2 separate regions of the Anas platyrhynchos genome follow, and region 1 is linked to region 2. The links are chromatin contacts, called in public Hi-C maps. All regions are on one chromosome and are shown on one strand. The core of a region is the stretch at or near the end of the contact, and the rest is flanking DNA. Distances in the headings are between cores, read along the strand shown. Region 1 overlaps DOCK5 (dedicator of cytokinesis 5). Region 2 holds the start of STC1 (stanniocalcin 1).

Region 1 (6,227 bases), core at 1,226-3,725, 250 kb before region 2:
AGTGTGAGGTTAATTCTAGCAAAGAATCCAAGAGATTGTTTCATCCCTTCAGAGAACCAAAACTATCACAACTGTTGGGAAAAAGAATCTCAACTATGGGGAGAGAGAGATTAGAAAAATCACTAAGAGTCAGAATTATAAACAAATATATCGAAGTTGAAGAAAAGACTTGCTAAATACCCAAATCAAATGAAAGCACTCGGATTTAGGGAGAAGGAAAGCACTGGAAAACATTTATTTTAAAATGTCTAAGCCTACAGCCCTCAAATAAGTGATATTCTCCTTAAAAAGATCAACAAATGCTTAATCTCAAGGCAAATTCTCAAGGATACTGCAGTTCCAAATGTTTGTGCGAGGATGCTATTACAAATATTAAACGCTAGATGCCACTAAAAGATCAGCATGGAAAACTGCTCTTCCCTGCAGAGTGCTCAAACCCCCTGCACCTGGCTGTGGCAAGGCTCCAGCAGGTTTGTGATGCCTGTGGCCAGCGGCCTGGTTCCTCAGAAGCAGGAAAAAAGCAAATTAAACAGCTCCAGGTAAATTCAGGAGGGGGCATTTTGCACAGCTTAAGAGTTAGCAGGCCATATTTCGGTCCCTGCAAAATTATTTCCTGTTATTATCCTTACCTGCCTCAAACATTTCTGCAGCAAACAACAGCAAAGAAGCGATTTAATGCTCTTCTATGTGAAAAACGACCTCCTCCAACACAAAGAAATAACATGAGATAAAACTGTCATTCAGTGATGCTCCCGGTATTTACTGTGTGAAACAAGAAGGGCGTTTGTGGCATCAAGATCTATGAGGATCTCTGCAGATGTACACACAAACTGCAACTCAAAACGTCTGCACTTTTCAAAGCCTAACATGGCAGGGCAAAATTCTGTCAGGGATTAAGTGTCCATTCAACTTTGTAAATTCATGTTGAAGACAAACCTCAGAGCAATGCAACGATACATTCTGTGGGCTTCTATCCTGTACCACCCTCATTTTACTTTGAGCATGCTGTATATACATCTGGCAAAAACATTCATGTTCTAAATAGTTGTGGGAGTCCCAGAGAACAGCAGTCCCTGAGATTAGCTGTGGCCAGCTGCCTGAGGGGTGACTCCCTGCAGCACATTGCTCCACGGGCCCTGCAGGGGCTGGGAACCGCTGCCCTGCATGGATTACTATTTTGTACCACGGCAGGCAGCACTTCTGCCACTTTGCTGTGCACAGAAATTGCCATCAGCCAACAAGGAGCCACTTGTTACCGTAGGAAACAGCTACCGCTGTGCTCAGCCCTATACCCTCAGCATGCACCACGCTCCCCCTGCAGCACTAATTCCCCCCCAAGCGCCTTTCTGCATTGCTCTGTGCAGGCAAATGAAGGCAGGCTAGCCCTGCAGCAGCGTGATGCAGCTCAGCCCAAGGAGAGCACGGTGACAAGGCACTATTTCTGCTATTTCTGCTGCTCAGGAGTGTGCCGGGACTGACGTCAGGTCGCTGTTGCCAGGCATTGGGAGCACACGCACTGCCTGGAGCAGAGCTCAAGCAACCAACCGGGCAAAAGAAAATAAAATTACTTGCTGGCAACTGGTAACGCTCTGTAGAGGGTAAGAAAAAGCCCTCTGCCTTCCTACTCTTCTGGATTTTAATTAGTGAGTTTAGTATAGAAATCCAAAAGGCACAGATTGCCAACACTCTGCCCAAATTGTACTTATCTCTAACACAGCGGTCTAGAAACTGATTTATTCATCGGAACTGCACCGCAAGAAAGGCAGGAAGACAATTACAGCATTGTTTTACTGACAGCAAGACTAATCCGAGCAAGACAAAGTATCTCACCCAACACCAGCTTTCACGGGGGAGGATTAAGCCCTGCAGGACTCCAGGATCGGGCCCACGTTCTTTCATTAACACGTGCAGGACCACAGAGAGGTGACAGCCTGGCACATTAGTTCAGTCTGAAGATACAAACTGCACACACCGAGGCTGCAGCATAACGAATTAAAAACTGCACAAAAAGGACGGGGTCTTTTATCCTAACAGCATTTCTTGTGTGTGCTCACGTGCAATCTGTAATTCCTTGTCCAAAGGCTGCATTAGAAAGCAAATGGGCATGCTGGCTCTCAGCTGCTGCACATCAGCCCCGCTCGGCTGCCTTGGGTGACACCTCTCAGGCCTCTGAAGGTTTCTCACATGTTAAAATACAAATCCGTCAGCTAAGGGACCAGCTCCACTCTCTTCTGCCTAGAGATTTAGCTCCTTGGTTTCAGCGAGTGCCAGATGGGATGACTAATTCAGAGGTAGCAGTTCAATATATTGTTTGAGGGAAGGAAAGCAGAAGCAGACTTGATCTGCAATTTGATGAAGCCATCGCCAGCCCTATAAACATGGAAATGTTTGTTTCAGCTCGGCAGGGAACAGACAGATCTCCTGGTGAGGCACACAATGGTCTTGCCTGGCCTAAGGGACTCCGCATTCTTTCTTCTAAGATAGGGAATGAAAATTCAGAGAGCTTTATCTGCCACTTGGCTCCTTCCAGCTTTTGCCCTTTTAGGAAGAAGTCAGTCAGGTTCATATGCAAGTGGTGATTACAAAATGCACTGTAGGGAACAATTTTTCACCAGGCTACAGCCTCCCCCATCCAAAGGGAAATCTCGTACAAAAGGCTCAAGGATATCTGCTCCTATTTCGGGCAATAGGTTTAATTTCTTGAACATGTATTCCAGCCTCATTAACAGCACTGCTCTAGTAGCATAATTAGCCAGTATAAAATCTTTTAAACTTTGTTCCAAAGGAATCAAGGACTAAACTCTTGATATCAGACTGCTGGAAATGATGTAAACCAGTAAAAGTTCTACACGCAGGAAGAGAACAGTAAGAATTTTTATCACCTGAGCTCTAAAAAAAAACATTATTGCCTTCTTACAACACAGAGGAAGGAATGCAGGACAAACCTGGATCACCTTGAGTGGTATAAAAAAAAAAAAGCAGCACAATGAGTCCTGGCAGAGTCCACTTGAGAATCAAGTAGAGTATACACCTAAAAATGTTCTGGCTTTCTATTTACGTCAATTTTGGCAAGCTTCCTTCTCTGAAATTACATAAGCTGAATGCATTTGTACAATCTATTGTCTCCTCTATCATTGCTTCAAGGCTGCCACAATCTCAGATTAGTATCGTGTCTCCTTTCCTTTACCTGTCACTGCATTTCAGGGGCCAGCAGAATAAATAAGGTTCTTTCCAGCTCTTTCCCTACATGCAAAACCCAGCCTAACCCACTCACGTCTGCTTTCAGGCCAGCCTTTCACAATTCTGCTCAGTCTCTGGTTTGTGAGCAACTGATCACAAACAAAGCAGCTGGTCCTACTCTTTTGGTGTGAGCTGTGCTGTAGGACCTACACCCAGTCTATTAACTACCGAACCATTATTTCTATCAGCCAACAAATTTAAGCTGGGAACACTGCTAAATCTGCTATTAAGAGCTCGGTTACAAGGAGTTTTAAGGTTTTGGAAGAATCCCAACTTCAAGCCCTCATATTTCTGTTTCAGAAAAGATTATTTTAGCTCTGATCCCACCTGCTGCAGATCACTGCATTCCCTGAAAGAGCTCATTTGGACGTTGTTTGCGTCAATCAGGCTGGGCTGCTTTCTTCCAGGGGACGGGCACTTGGTGGCACTAGAGCTCACATAAGGGAAAGTAAAGATAGAGATGAATCAGCAGCATTTCACTGTTCCTGTAGTTGATGCACAGTGTCATCTAAAAGGGTCTGCGCTGTTCCAGAGGTAACATTGCTCAATGAGCTCTGAAGTCTGGCTCTGCACTTTCTTTGAAAATATATGTGCTCTATAATTTTAAGTGAAATGCTATCCACTCCCTGCTCCCTGCAATCTTCTCTGAAGTCTCTGCAGGACTTAGAACAGTGAACTCTCATGACACGGGAGGAAATTGAACAACTTATCTCATTTTCAGTGCCAGAAGTACAGTGAACACTTCACAGACAAGCAGAAATTATGTCTGCCATCTTATAATTACAGAGGCTGATCTTGCAATCTGCCCTTAATATTAGCTGGAAGCCTGATTAGTTGCTGGTGGACTCGACATATTCTGCAGAAGCCCCTGCATACAAATGTGCTAGTAGCATGAGTGTGTAAGAACATGGGAGTTACTTTTAAATGGATAGCCTAAATCATAGTTTTGTTCTGGTTAAGTATTACCTCTTCATTTAGGTTAACAAAATATTTGTCACTGCTTCAGTTTAGTAGAACAAGTCTTAGATGCAAAGGACCAAAATTTCAATTAGAAAGGATGAGATCTGAGCATGAAACTACATTTGGTGACGTGAACACTCTTCTTGGAGCAGCACCATATGTCAGATGCAATGAATTACAAGGTAGTCTAAGAAAACGACTCCTTTTCAAAATAAAAATAACTGAACAGTATCTACCAACTTTGCAATACACAAACTCACAGGATTTAAATATGACATTCGTCACAGATGGATGTTTATAATACAAAGGGAACAAGCACTCAGGAGACCACAGCAGGCTTTGTATAACTATAGCACGCAATGACTACGCAAGTGGTGTTGGACCTGCCCCACACAGTGCAGCTAGCACTGCAGTCATGAAGGCAGAGGATTTTATTTCAAAATCACTCCTTTTAATCCTCTGAAACCTGCTTGTCAATCCTGTGAAAAGACAGTGTCTTTTATAATTGCATGTAAAATGAGTCTGAGGGACTTACAAATCTCAAGGAAATTCAGCAGCCTAACAATCTTTTTCTCAGTGCCAAATTGATTCAGCAATATTCAGCAGCTGCTGCAGAACATGTTCGATGACTTTGCAAAGTTACTAACACAGTACGATGCTACAGAGTGCCAAAATCCCCGGCGAGCTCCTTTATATATGGAACAGAGCCTTTTAACTCACTAAAAGCACAAAATCACTAAAAAGTTTTTTTTTTTGGACTACGCAATGGGTGACTGGGCAGGGGATTTGTGCTATCCAAAGTTTCCCACCCTTCGTGGGCTGATTGTCGCTTTCAGATCAGCAGCCATTCTAGCGCTGTGTCTGAATATGATCGCCATCTCCAATTATCATAAAGTAAGGAGGCTTAACGAGACAGACAGAGCCCAATTTAAACCTCACTGCAGCAGAGACTGCAGCAATGGATGGGACACACCCTGTTAAAGATGCAGTACAGCGTTTCTGCCCTTCAAGCTTACTTCATCCCCTTTGCTGCAATGCTGTCGACAAACACAAAGCTTAACCCTTCTCAGAGCAAGCTGCCTCAGACAAGCAGGCATGGAGCTGTGCAGCATTCAAGCTAAACCCACCAGAATATAAATGATCTACATTCACTAAAGATACCTCCTGCTTCAAAACAAAGCCTCCAAATATGTGCATGTGTCTGTCTATAAATGCGAGTGTAAAGAATATTTTGGTTTGCTGCTTTTCACGTATTTGTCCTTCCTCTGCAGCAAGCACTCCTAAATGCCTGCTTGAGAATCCTAATTCCTGGATCTTTGCTGCAAAGACCCAATACGAGGATGGCATGACAGTGCAATTTTTCCCCAAGCCACCCTGGCTACATGGCAAGCTAAGGCAAAGGTTCTACCCACATTCTCTTACAAGCTTCTGTTAAACTTTGCTGAAAGTGGTACTTTCAGTTCACTTGAAAAAAAAAATAAATAAATGCATTTTTTGGTAGAAAAACAGCTCTTTGTAAATTCAGGTCACCCTCAGTAAACAGTTAACTCAGAAGGATGAAGGAAAAGCAGAACTTTGCTGAAGCTAAAGCAGAGAAACATTTTCTAAAGGAACGCCTTTGAGTTTTCATTTCACAACTGATCTGAATTTTTTCCAACATCAAAATGTTGTCTGCCTCAGGTTACCACATAAAGCAATTTATTACACTCACATCTTTAGCTTTGATTGCCGTTGTTCTTGCCACTGACTAACAGTCCTGTGCAAGGATTTAAAGAAACCCAGAGAAAATATTTTGCAGTTCACCTATTCTAGGTTGTCTGTCACTGGCTTGCAAGGGAGCTGCTGCAGACAAATTCCAGCAGAGGCAGAGGTCAGACCTATCTGAATTTGGGAAGAGCCAAACCGGCACAATCGCTGCTCCCCCATGAAGGGCAGCCCAAATTCTGAGAGCACGCAGCGAGAGACCTGCAGGACTTTATTAATGACTACGCAGCGTGGACAAGAGGGAAGTGCTGCAGGACTGTAGG
Region 2 (5,960 bases), core at 141-2,640:
GGTAAAGCAGCGGGCACTGCTTCTGGAGCCCTGCTAAGGAAGAGGCTACTTCTGTTTTTCTTTAAATTGCTTCCTTATTGACTTTTAAAATTAGCCACCCATAAAGCTGAATGAATGCCCACGAGATGAGGGTTTTTTTTGCGCTTCCACTTAATGCAGATTTGTAGAATCGGCTCATCCGAGCCGAACACAACTTGTGTCCACGGATGTATTTATGAATCTGCTCGGGCTGCGTTTCCTTGCCTGGCACCACGGAGATGAGAATCTTTTTTTTTCTCCAACAGAAAAGATCGTGGGGATGGCTGAGTGAGAACCAAGCACACTCAAGATGCAGAAGAAGCCATCTCATCCCCGATCAGTAATAGTTGATACCTAAATCCCTTGACTTATCCTAAGCTGCAGGAATTTGTAACTTTTTTTTTGTCTGTAAATCTTCTTCCTCCGTGCACCTTCCCAATTTCATTTCAGCCCTAAGCCTTAATACCACTGCTTATACTTTCATCCCTTAAATACTCAGAGCCTTAAATTGTCTCTGCTATACAGGATAATCAGTTCTGTAGTGTGTTAATCCTCATTATGTGCCTATTAAAATGAGGACTAAATCAGGCATTAGGGTGCCTCCTCCCGTTATGAAATCTAAAAAAAAAAAGCAGAATTGAGCTGGAGGGGGGGAGAGGAAAACCACCAAACACCTAAAAATTCTTCCTCGAGCTTCACTCCGGAGCAGTAAGAGCAAGCCTGTGCTGAGGTCGGAGGTACGAACGCGTGATTTTATTACCATAATTGTGCAAGAGAGGGGAAGGCGAGGAATGCTGCGCGCGAGGAAGAAGGGTTTGGGGTATTTGCATGTGCCTACGTGAGGAGCAGTGTGTATGTGTGCGGGTTTGGGGCCGAGCACACGCTCTGGCAGGCGCTGGGTGATGCCTGCTGCCGGCACACAGGCGGGGATGTCCTTTGGGGGCTGCGCTCAGGTGCGGGGCAGCGAGGCTGCAGAGAGCCCCCATCGGATGCACCGCCTGGAAAAACCCCTGCCAAGCAGCCCTAACCCTGGGATCACCGCTAACCAGATGGGAAAATAGCCTTTCTTAAAAGGGCAGGTGATTTTATTTTTTTTATTATTATTATTATTATCATTTTGGGAGGGGGGAAAGATTTAGGACTGCCCTGTCATTTCCTTGAGCTCAATTAACCGTAGGAAGTCCCCCCCCCCCTCCTCCTCCTCCTCTTTCCCTTTCCCACCGCCTCGCCGACGATTAACTTTTGGGCGATTGTTGTTTGGCAGGTACTTTTAATTGGCTGGAAAATATTCTTCCTGTGAAGTTGCAGTTTTCTGAGGCTTGAATGAGTCCAGTCTGCCATTGGCTCTGCCCAACGCCTCGCGATTGGCTCGGCAGCCCGCGGGGGACCGATAAGGGCGGCTATAAAAGCTATAAAAGCCCTCGGCGCTGCTCCTGGTCCCCAGCGAGCAGGAGCCAGAGGGGCCAAGCAGAGCGGGCGGTGGTCCCCAAGCGGGCGTACTCCTCTCGCTCTCCTTGGCAGCACATCCAGCTCCACGTCTTTGCTCAAGCCGAAGTGGAAGAGGAGACGCGCACGCACGCACACACACACACACATAGACCAAAAAAAAAAAAAAAAAGCCAAAAAACCACACTTAGCGGAAACTTGTCAGAGAATGCTCCTAAAGTCTGGTTTGCTGCTGCTGCTGGTGATCAGTGCGTCCGCATCCTACGAAGCTGAGCAGAATGACTCTGTGAGCCCCAGGAAACCCAGGGTTGCAGCCCAGAACTCAGGTAACAGCCGGCAAAGAGGGCTCTGAGCCTCAGCCCCGATGTGTGCAACTGTCTCAGATATCTCTGCTGCTCATTTTTCCTTTTTCCTCCCCCCTCCCTCCTCCTTTTTTTTTTTTTTTCTTCCCTTTTTTTTTTTTTTTCTTCCTTTTTTTTTTTTTCTTCCTTTTTTTTCCTCTTATAAACTTAATGCCTGGTAGGAGCAAGTATTAATTTCAGGGACTGGTTCAGGAGGATATTGGTGCATAGCCAGAGAAGAAAGCTTCTTCTTTCAGGAGCTGGGTCAAGGAACCGGTGTGTGATCTGCTTGCAGGATGTAATCCATTCTCCCTCCTCCTCCCCCATCTCCTAAATGAGTTCCATGTACTTTTTCCCCCCTCCTGCTTGCATGTATCTCTCTCTTCTCCCATGGCAATTATACTTTGGTGTTAAATTCCTTGCTTTTTAGGAAGTTGATAAAATCCGTGGAAATTTGACTGAACCATTGTTCTGCCAAACATCTGCCTATTCAAAGAAGGGGAGAGAGATACGCGACTTTGAAGAATGCAGTAACCTAGAAACTGTCCACTGCTAGCATTTATTTTCAAAAACTGATTGCTATCAGTTAGATGGTACCATAAAAATGCGTTTGTGACATTTAGCAAACTTGCTTTTACAATAGATAAAAAAATTGCTGGCAAGTCAGCACTGGATGTCTCTACTTTGTGCACTATAGATGCTCAGATAAGTTGCACACATTGTCTTGAACAATGGGAATTAAAAATCTGTCTTCTAGTATACTGAAAAGATATTAGGTCTCTAATTTGGAGCTCATTAACAGATGTCTTATTTTAGATCTGCAAGGCTCTGCAGCATTATACTAGGGTGTTTGCTCAATTTCCTTTTGTATTTGGTTGCTATAGAAACATAGGGTCTCACTATTGCACTGTGCCTAAAACAATAAAAGCTTAATGCATACTAAGTCTGCTGAAAGCAAAGTTATAATTTGAACCTGTGGAAACATAATTATGGGAATGACTTGTGTGACGGTGAGGTTGTGAACTGGGGAGAGGATGATCTTACCAAATATTTCTCCCTTTAGGCATGTAAGGAAGAGCGGAGCACAAGGAGGGGTTAATTGGGTGATTTTTTTTTAAATTTTCTTCTCCGGAAAGATCCTAGTTATGAGATCCGTCTTTAGGCTACAACTTAGTTCTTAATAAGGTGTGCTCTCTTGCACTGAATGCAAATCCTCACTTTTCCTACACCTAGGATCTTGATGGGAGACACCGGGTTAGCATTTCTTCCTAAAGAATGTCTGGTAACATGAGCTGCAAAAGTAATGAATATGCCTTGCACAGACACATAAGGGGACAGATGTTCGGCTTACCAAAAAAGGTTAATCCCCACTAACTTCAGGGCAACCGTGTGGCAATACTGCTGATTCATTGTTAAAATGCACACTATCTGCACGAAAAGAGATGGGATGACATGGATACCCTCCTGTTCAGACCAACGACTGCCTCAAAGGTGTTAATTATGCATGGTCATCTCCATTACCTTAACTTTCTCTGCCCAAATGTCCCTTCTCTTTGGGAATTTTTTGACCTTTCTTGGCTATGCTTGCAAATTGCTGGGTACCACACTGGTATTTAGCACCAAATTCCTCGTTCAGGTCCTTTGCAGTACTGATAATTAACACGCAAACTAAGATCTTATTCCTAGACACTTTACGCTTTTTGGAACACCACAAATATTTCCAATGCTAGTGAAAGCAGCGCTTCCATGCTGCAAGACCCAATGTCATGCCAGCTTGCTGGTAACCACCATCACTTCAGTCTCATTTCCAAATGTGGTTTACGAGCCAGATGCTGCCGAGCTACCCTCACCTCCCTTCTGAGACCTCAGGGACGTCCTCGCTGCCCGGTATTCCTCATGGGTCCATCCTCACTGCTTCTGCCTTCTCTAGAGGAGCTGTAGATGCACACGGTCAGGATTAGGTTGGGATGGACCTCTAGGTCTCCATCTAGCCAAAGACTATCAGGCATCACATTTCTTTTAGTCTCCGTAGCTGATGGGAGGTGTTGGTAGCTGCATTTTCCATTCCTCGATTTCCCACTGATGTGCTGGTGCATGATTTAGGTTCCTAACTCACCTTGGCCATGCCTTTTGCTCTTCGATCCCTCTCCCTCCAGCCCCGAGGAGCAGTAGGGCTGCTGCTAAGCGTGACTTGGCTTTCTGATGGAGAAAGGCTTCATCAGCCAGGCGTCGGGGAGCGATCCGTGCGTAACCTTGTGCCTGTGCCTCTCCCTGCAGCCGAGGTGGTTCGCTGCCTGAACAGTGCCCTCCAGGTGGGCTGCGGCGCCTTCGCCTGCCTGGAGAACTCCACGTGCGACACGGATGGCATGTACGACATCTGCAAGTCCTTCCTGTACAGTGCTGCTAAATTTGACACTCAGGTACGGGCGCGAGTATAAAGGGAACGGGAATAATCGTTAGAGCTCCCTTGCCGTGCCCCGGTTCAGCAAAGTGCTTTTACAAGTCCTGCGGCACCAAAGCACGTGCGTAAAGGCTTTGCTGAATGGACGCCTTAATTTCTCTGTCCTCACAGAGCTGGGCTCAGTGCAGGCTTAACCCTTCCTTTCTTACAGCCCTTCCTGCTGCCTGGCCACTCCTCTGAGCCACGATTTTGGGTTTTGGCCACAAACGCATCCTTCAGGGCTATTTTCTGCACTACATTTTCCACATACTGGATGCAATGTGTGAGGACTTGGCAGGGAGCGTTCTGTGGGGCGGAGAGCTAAGTTTCCTCTTCAGGAGGAAATATAAACGTTCTTCTAACAAAGTAAGTCTTCTGACTGTGTGACCTGGCACAGGGCTGGGATTTGAATTGGAAGTCTTTGGGCCTGGGAATGTGTGGCCAGATCAGCCTCTCTGGAGCTGCAAGCGCTCACAGCAGGGTAAATAGGATAATATCAGCGGACTGCGGCTCTGCCAAAGGCCCTTTTCCTTCGTACTTTCTTCCCCAAATGTGCAGACACCTTATTCCCTGCATGCTTGATCCCAAAGACAAACTTTAAAGCTCTTAGAGCATCTTAAGCTCTGGCAAGCCAGATGTGTTAAACCCCTGGTATGCAGCGAGCGGTCCAGCCGCCTCGCAGAGGGCAGGATTGGCCCATCTCTGGTGCTGGCCCTCCTAGGGCTGCTCACACGAAGGCTTCCTGTGCTTAAATCTTTTGGGAACAAGAGCTGGCTGTTCTCAGTGGACCTCATGCATCCCAACTGAAGCTGCTGTATTTAGGGTCCAGTTCCCCGCCGTGCTCCATAAGGGACCTCCAGGAGGTCTGTAATTGCAGCAAGGGTAATTAATAGCAGCCAGGCACGGTGGAGTTATCTGTTATGACATCCCTTTCTATGAAATTTGTTGCAGTTTAAGGTTTCTCTCCTGTTTCCAGGGAAAAGCTTTTGTGAAAGAAAGCTTGAAATGCATCGCAAATGGGGTCACGTCCAAGGTGTTCCTCGCCATCCGGAGGTGCTCCACGTTCCAAAGAATGATCTCCGAAGTGCAAGAGGAGTGCTACAGCAAACTGGACATGTGCGGCATCGCAAAACGAAATCCTGAAGCAATCACGGAGGTCGTCCAGCTTCCAAATCAGTTCTCAAACCGGTACGTGGAGCTTTCCTCAGCTGAAACGCATCAAATGCACAAATGTGAAGCATAGGGAAGGAAACGAGAGGAACCGAGTTGACTAACTTCTTACAGGTCCTAATACAGCTTAGCCTGAGTAATCCTTTCTGCCTTTTCAAATCCTTGTTAAGTTTTACCAGCATTCTTCTGATTCTCTTTTTGGTAAATACACTTATAAACATCTCCAGGGGAGAATCGTAAAATCAACTGGACATACATTACTTCAAAGCCTGGAGATGGTTGAAATGTTAGTTCTTTGAGTTTGAAGGCAGCGTAATGGTAAACAGAGCTTTTAAATACCAAGCCAGTTTGATTATATTGCCATATTGACCACTTAGGAGCTTCTCAACCTACTGCAGCTTCGTTCTTGTCTTCAGATTGGGGCCATCTTCTTGGGGTTTATGGCAAATGAGCGAGCCCTTGCCCTCAGAATTATTGAGGTAATACAAAGAATTAAAAGGCTGAAAAGGAACCAGTGGATGGGCTCCTCTATAACCTTATTCTGC

The links. A called contact is a pair of places that touch in the nucleus more often than the background predicts.
Region 1: a Hi-C map of F5 follicle shows a contact between it and region 2, with 2.3 times the contacts expected there. The contact joins the enhancer-like site here to the promoter of STC1 in region 2. A contact is called at or near these places in 3 of 8 Hi-C or Micro-C datasets (F5 follicle, small yellow follicle and subcutaneous adipose tissue).

Annotation. Positions count from the first base shown.
Region 1 is chr23:2,612,684-2,618,910 of IASCAAS_PekinDuck_T2T, reverse strand. The region is part of intron 3 of DOCK5 (dedicator of cytokinesis 5); the gene reads right to left. Among named protein-coding and RNA genes, the nearest start is that of DOCK5, 15 kb to the right of the region's middle. Within about 2 kb of position 2,475, at least 3 of the 8 cell types and tissues checked have an H3K27ac peak or open chromatin away from gene starts, as enhancers often do. A contact at or near this core is called in F5 follicle, where this site is marked.
Region 2 is chr23:2,363,034-2,368,993 of IASCAAS_PekinDuck_T2T, reverse strand. It overlaps STC1 (stanniocalcin 1), which reads left to right and starts at 1,390. Exons shown (of 4, transcript XM_038167028.2): 1 at 1,390-1,790; 2 at 4,083-4,225; 3 at 5,222-5,433. The coding sequence starts at 1,673.